Regions from separate parts of the Zea mays genome. Here region 1 is linked to region 2. Evidence: chromatin contacts called from public Hi-C data. All regions are on one chromosome and are shown on one strand. Each heading gives the region's core, a stretch centred on a gene start, on an enhancer-like site or on the middle of the called end of the contact. The rest is flanking DNA. Distances are from core to core; before and after follow the strand shown.

Region 1 (3,400 bases), core at 111-2,610, 810 kb after region 2:
AAAAATGTTCTCTCTTAAATTCTAGATTTCTAGTGAAAATGGTATCTTAATAGGGATCGTGTGCTACCGTCAAAGATCTTGTTTTCATAATGGTACTCAGCCAAAAATTCAAGTTAGCGGTGTGTTGAAGCCAATTACATGTCCCACGCGGAAATTTCTGTGTTTGTATTCATGTTGTTTGATAATTGAGATTGTCATGTTTTATATTCTGATTTTGTTATAAAAAAACACCTGCCTTTTTTTTCCAGTAGATCGAATAACGCTTAATTTGGTCGCAACCGTAGAATGGGGGACGCTGGCATGGAACTGGCATCTAGTTTGGTCTTTTTAGAGCATCATATATTTCACAGCCATTTATTAATTTGCCCACTTGGGCGGTTCCATCCGAGCGAGCATATCCTACTGCCACCAGCTTCGAAGCATCCTACTCCCATGCTGGTCCGCCTGCTATGCTCACCAGCATCTCATTCTCATCTTTTTGGGACCGGATGGCCATGGCCCATGGACCATACATAGGTAAAAAAACACAGCTAACTGCTATTCGTGTTTGTCTTGAGTTGAAATGCTCGCCCAGATCCCTATTGAACTGATGAACTGTTGGGGTTTGGGTAGGAGTAGAAGCTTCTGGCTGCTCCTCTGTTCGTGATGAATGCTACGTTAGTTAAACAGTTTTCTCAGGTCCAGGATGGATCTTAGATCCATGGTAAAACTGCTCTGTGTTACTGTAAAAAAAAACTGCTCTATATTGAATTCCAGATCTATATTAATTTGTTTCCGGTAATAAATCTCTACCAAACATATACCTTCACTTTTCCAATTATGAGTATTGATTAGAGGTCAGGTCCTATCTTTCATTGCCTCCATGTACAAGCAGTTTACTGTGGAACTGATGCACACTACTGTCACAGTGTCACTGAATCAGCGATGCTTCCTCATTCTCTCATAGACCTTTTCTGGTGCATCCGTGAATGAAGCTAAGGACCCTCTAAAACGTATCCAGAATTTTTTTAAAATCAATTGATTTTCATAGTAGTAAACTCAAGAAATAGAGAAAACTTTCATATTCCAAAGGCACCTTAGGTCTACAACAGCTATCATATTTCACCACTTATCTCATTTCTTATTTCGAATTTTATTTTATAAACAGTGTAATCTACAATGCAAAATTTCTATTTTACACGATCTACTACGGTAACCTGTAACACTAATAATTTTGTCCTTTTCCTAACTTATCATTACTGACATTGTCTTTTTTTTAAAAAAAATCTACAATTATTCAAGGACCATCTTCAAAACTTTGCTCAACACAGGGGCTCCTGCATAATTAAATCTGGAAACAGGGGGTTTCTCACTGCATAATGACTCCAGTATCGCTCTATATAACAAGTGGATCCGATCTAGTCGCCAGTCGTCGTCGTTAAAACCGAGAAGAGACCAGGCCGAAGGAAAACAATCCTGAAACCAAGCCATGGGTCTGCAGGTACACGGCTCATCACTCTCTAAATCGCCATATTCTGCTACTCGCTTGTTGAAGATCGAACGTTTATTCATCTGATGGTCACCAAGACTGGTTCTTTGTTTCCATTTGGTTCTGAATCTCCAGTTCCGTTTCGATTCTTGCACTGTACCCCAACCCACAGTAGTGTCTATACGAGGTTCGTTTTTAGGTTCTCCAGAGAAACGATCTAGACTTCAAATCCGCTGCTGCGTGGTCTTATTTTCCATCTAGATTTGTATGCGTAGCCAAGATCTGGTGGATTCAGACTGTTGGCTCTTTGTACCCTTTATGTTCATGCTTAAGAGGGGATCCAATGCTTTTGCGCCGCCCTAACTCTCGAGCGGTTCATCATGCCTTTGGATGTAAGATGGAAAATTCCCCGTTTGTTTTAAGTATTTTGCGACTTATCGGTTTTCCATATAATTCTATAGAGAAATAGAGTGGCGAAGCGCGTGGGTCAAAGTCTGGATTGCTTAAAATGGTTTGCATGAAAGATTTACCTTGTGAAATAGTTTAGCATAGTATTGCAATCGTGGTCCCCTAGGAATATGAGCTGTATCTCTGTTGCAGGAGGAATTTGAGGAGCATGCTGAGAAGGCAAAGACCTTGCCTGAGAGCACGAGCAATGAGAACAAGCTGATCCTCTACGGGCTCTACAAGCAAGCCACGGTTGGAGATGTGAATACCGGTTAGTATGTAATCACGCAGCTAATTTTGTTCTCTTCTTTTCAGTTCCCTTTCTAAGTTTGGTGTGTGGATGAAGCTCTTGGTTTGCAGAAACCTAATTCAATTTAAGTGTCATGGCTCAAAACTATTCCTAGCATGGATAGTGTTTAATAACTTTATGTGTCATAATACGAATTCCCTGAAAGGTTGACGATTTGCTTCCTCTGTATAAATTAAACAGCAGGGCCTGCTAGTTTGCTTTTGAAGTTTAACGATTTAATTTAGAAATCTGAACAGTGGTGAATATGTATTGTGAATCCGTGATAAAATATAAAATAGGGGGAAATCCTAAGAATATAAAATGCGGGCAAAATCCTAGTAAGCAAACAAGACGGTATTATAAAGAATAAGATGAACATATTTACTGTAATATCTTTTTATTTCTTCCCAAGTTTGGACAACAAATTTTGACCATGATTCTAGGGCTTGTTTATGTAGTACATAGCAACAGAAGTTCAGCAGTAATGGAACAGGGATGTATTAGATGTTGACCAACCTCTTGGGGTTCAACTAATACTGAATTGTAGATTTCTATGCTCTGTCCTGCAACATCTATTTACTGATGAAATTTGCTGCACCGAGATGCAGTTGAATGGTAAATTCAGGTTCATAGGGTTTGGCTGAGTAACTTAACATAGAGTTAAAAAAATGTAATGTTCATATCATTATATAGTTCAAAACACTCAAATGTGTTTTTTCTTCCATATGTCAGTTGTAACCAAGTCATGATTATGCTCTGTTTGCGTTGTACTAAATGAACCTCTAGTCTGTTCGACCAGTTGCCATTAACTCATGGGACCATGATAGTGTCTGTTGAAAAACTTATCTGCGCATCTTTTCTGTTTACAATAGTATATATTTTTTAACACAGCTGTGCTTACATGTTTGTTCGTTAATAAACTTTTGAAGATCGTCCGGGCATATTCTACCAAAAGGACAGGGCCAAGTGGGATGCCTGGAAGGCTGTTGAAGGTTCATACACTCATCTGATCGTTGTATTTTGGGCTGTTTAAATTTTTTTTACCACAATACTAGTGTTCTACATGGATGTATCTATTCCAATAGCATCACAAGGTATTACAGTACTTCTTGCTCAGACTCTTGAGATCTTGGCAGGCAAATCGAAGGATGAGGCGATGAATGACTACATCACCAAGGTGAAGCAGCTCCAGGAGG
Region 2 (3,258 bases), core at 288-2,787:
AGTGTAATATTTTGTTCTTTTGTGCCGACGCATCGTATGAGCATTGTACTAGTTGTCCATTGAATTTGAATGAAGCGAGATGTTGTTACTCAGCTATACGAACCGTTGGTTTTGATGATATGTTAGTTTGAGTGCATTTTTTTAAATTTAGTAGAAATTATGAGTGTGAGGCTGATTTGGTTGGGTGAGTTTTGCAAAGCTTAAACAAGTAGATTATATAATGATATAAATTAAAGATCAAAGCGATATATAGTTTTAATTTACTAATAAAAATAACTAACTTATCTGCAATACGTACTTTTATTAAATGATAGATTAGCTATTTTATAAACTATCAATAAAAGTTAGCTATTTTTTATAAACTATCCATAAAAATTAACTAATATGAATATCTGGTGGCACCCCACTGCTACAGCCGGTTCGATGACATCTATCGGAGCAATCCGATTCAACTAGAACCTCTTTAGTTTGGTTTCGAACAATGTTGGACTCAGAGGCAATGGTTCGATGACCCTATTTCTAGGGTTCGACGATCATATCTGCTTTTACCATTTCATAGGCGGATCATACTCAATGGTCTAACTACCTTATTCTTTAGGGTATGATGCATTCAAACGCTACCAAAACCACTTTTAATTCAATAATTTTGTGAGTAGGGTTTGTCCTAAATAACTTTTGGGTCTCGTTTAAGCTATCTAGTGCTAAAACTTAACCAGATCAAGCTATTGTATATTGGGCATACGACGGCTGACAATGAACGAGATGGCAAAGGGACGTTGAGATTTTTGATCATTTATGACTCTGAACAGGTGACTTCGACGATGCAACTTTAGTCAAAACAACGCAAATAACGTTGTGTTGTTTGATTCTTTTAGACTTTGTTCACTTAAAACTTAAATTTCACCAGTTTATATAAATTTAAAAGCTGGCTTGTGAGTATTATGATCATGACCGGTGAGTCGAAATCTTTTAAATTTCTATAAGATAATAAATTTAAATTTTAAAGGGTCAAAGTCTATTTTTTAAAGAGCACAGCATTATTTACACTGCTTCGACAAAGTTGAAGTTAGCTACGTTATTTCCTTATAAAGCCACATATTTCGAGTCTTAGATTATAAAAAATCTTCCGAAATGTTTGATACTCCCCCGAACTGAATTTTCCTCGCAATTGTTTCAATTTAGTCCCACTTGTTAGGATTTACACATAACCCGCTATCTTTTTTTAGAAAATACGGAACCCGGTCTGTTCGTTAAATTAAACGGGATTAAGTGAATTTAAATTAATATCAAGTCATTTTTCTCTAATTTCTGAGTCCTAACCGGAAAAATCATTATGACGGGCCTTGAGGGCCAATAGCCGCAGTCACACCGAGACACCGAGTATCCGTAAAATGTGCATGAAAGGCCCACTAACCGCTCTCTGCTCGCCTCTCCCAGCCTGAAGGCGCATATCCAAACCCTACCCGGCGCCCCAGCTATAAATTCCTCCGCTCCCCTTCGCCGCTTCCTGTCGCGCCGCCGCTCCCCTCCCAACCCACTAGCTCAAAACCCTAGAGCTCTCGCCTGCTCGCCTCCGCCGCCGGAGCGAGCTCCCCATCTTCATCCGTCAACCATGGCGACCCAGATCAGCAAGAAGAAGAAGGTACGCGAGCGCTTCCTAACCGCAGTGCTCCCCTCCCCCCCGTGCGTCGATGGATCTGACCTCGGTGCTCGGTTTTGTAGTTCGTCAGCGACGGTGTTTTCTACGCCGAGCTCAATGAGATGCTGACGCGGGAGCTGGCGGAGGACGGCTACTCTGGCGTGGAGGTGCGCGTCACGCCGATGCGCACGGAGATCATCATCCGCGCCACGCGCACGCAGAACGTGCTCGGCGAGAAGGGCCGTAGGATCAGGGAGCTCACCTCCGTCGTCCAGAAGAGGTTCAACTTCCCTGAGAATGGCGTTGAGCTTTATGCCGAGAAGGTCGTCAACCGTGGGCTCTGTGCCATCGCGCAGGCCGAGTCCCTCCGTTACAAGCTCCTCGGTGGCCTTGCCGTCCGCAGGTACAACATGACAAGACCCCGTTCCTTCTGCTAGCTGTAATTTGCTAATTTTGATGTGGTTGCTAGTTCATATATGCTTGCGTTTAGTTGCATCCAGGTGGCGCCTAGGCAGGTGAAAATTGATTTGTAGCTAGCGAATATTACCTGTAAATATCAAACATTGGTATTATTAGGAGATGATAAGCCTATAAATCGTTTATAATCTGGTTATAAGATGGCTTTCTACTCGACTCATACTTCCAAATCGAGACATTGCACCTGTGATTTATGTTCTGCCTTCAGTCCTTGTTGGTGGGATATTGTACTGGTGCATAAAGGAAATGTTGCTCCTTCAGGCAGCGTCGGCCAGACAACCGATGAGACAGATCCACAGATAAATGACTAATATCATGTTGTTTGTCTACTAAATCTGTCTCACATTTCTTAATCTCCGCAGACCCAATAGCTCAGAAACCAAGATTACAACTTTATTGGCCTAAGTGGTCTTATTTCTATAGTAAATGTGCTGACTGTAATAATTTCATGGTTTACAAATATTGTTTCATCGCTGACGTTTACTAGTTATCTGAATATATTAGGTACATTTTTTTTCTCTTTTTGCACCTATATTTATTTTTACCTGCCATCTTTTATGATGGTGTGTACTTAAGTTGGTGCATAGAGGAAATGCTGCTCTTGTAGCAGCGGCGGCCAGACAACCGTTGAGAGATGGATCCACAGATGAACAATCTTTCTGCTGTTTGTCTACTAATTCTATCTCACATTGTTGATACAAATGGTTATCTTCGCCTCATTAATTTTCTTCTCTCCTTTGTCTTTCTTTATATGCTATCGATTTGTGGCTTCCGCTAATATGCTTTTCTTGGATAATAGAATGATGCCTAGGATTTTAATATGTGAGTTGTCAAGTTTTACAGTTAGTCCAGTTCCCGCTACTGACACGCGTGTTTCCTGGCCAGGGCTTGCTACGGTGTTCTTCGTTATGTTATGGAGAGTGGTGCCAAGGGTTGTGAGGTGAGTGTTCCTTTGTACTTCCTGAGAACATGTTCATTTGTTAGTGAATGCATCTCGACAGCCTTTGTCTCTTTTAAAATAACAGGTGATCGTGAGTGGAAAGCTCAGGGCCCAAAGAGCCAAGTCCATGAAGTTCAAGGATGGCTACATGATCTCATCTGGTCAGCCAGTGAACGAGTACATTGACTCGGCTGTGAGACAC

Evidence for each region. A called contact is a pair of places that touch in the nucleus more often than the background predicts.
Region 1: a contact with region 2 is called in a Hi-C map of ear, with 2.9 times the contacts expected there. The contact joins the promoter of LOC100193362 here to the promoter of LOC100282772 in region 2. A contact is called at or near these places in 2 of 25 Hi-C or Micro-C datasets (ear and tassel).

Annotation. Positions count from the first base shown.
Region 1 is chr10:77,638,111-77,641,510 of Zm-B73-REFERENCE-NAM-5.0, forward strand. LOC100193362 (acyl-CoA-binding protein) reads left to right here and starts at 1,361. Exons shown (of 4, transcript NM_001309876.1): 1 at 1,361-1,480; 2 at 2,069-2,186; 3 at 3,134-3,196; 4 at 3,341-3,400. The coding sequence starts at 1,469.
Region 2 is chr10:76,832,927-76,836,184 of Zm-B73-REFERENCE-NAM-5.0, forward strand. It overlaps LOC100282772 (40S ribosomal protein S3-like), which reads left to right and starts at 1,538. Exons shown (of 5, transcript NM_001294268.1): 1 at 1,538-1,642; 2 at 1,723-2,042; 3 at 3,002-3,056; 4 at 3,142-3,258. The coding sequence starts at 1,613. LOC111590385 (small nucleolar RNA snoR143) reads left to right here and starts at 2,295; the gene lies at 2,295-2,464. It overlaps LOC111590384 (small nucleolar RNA snoR143), which reads left to right and starts at 2,640; the gene lies at 2,640-2,808.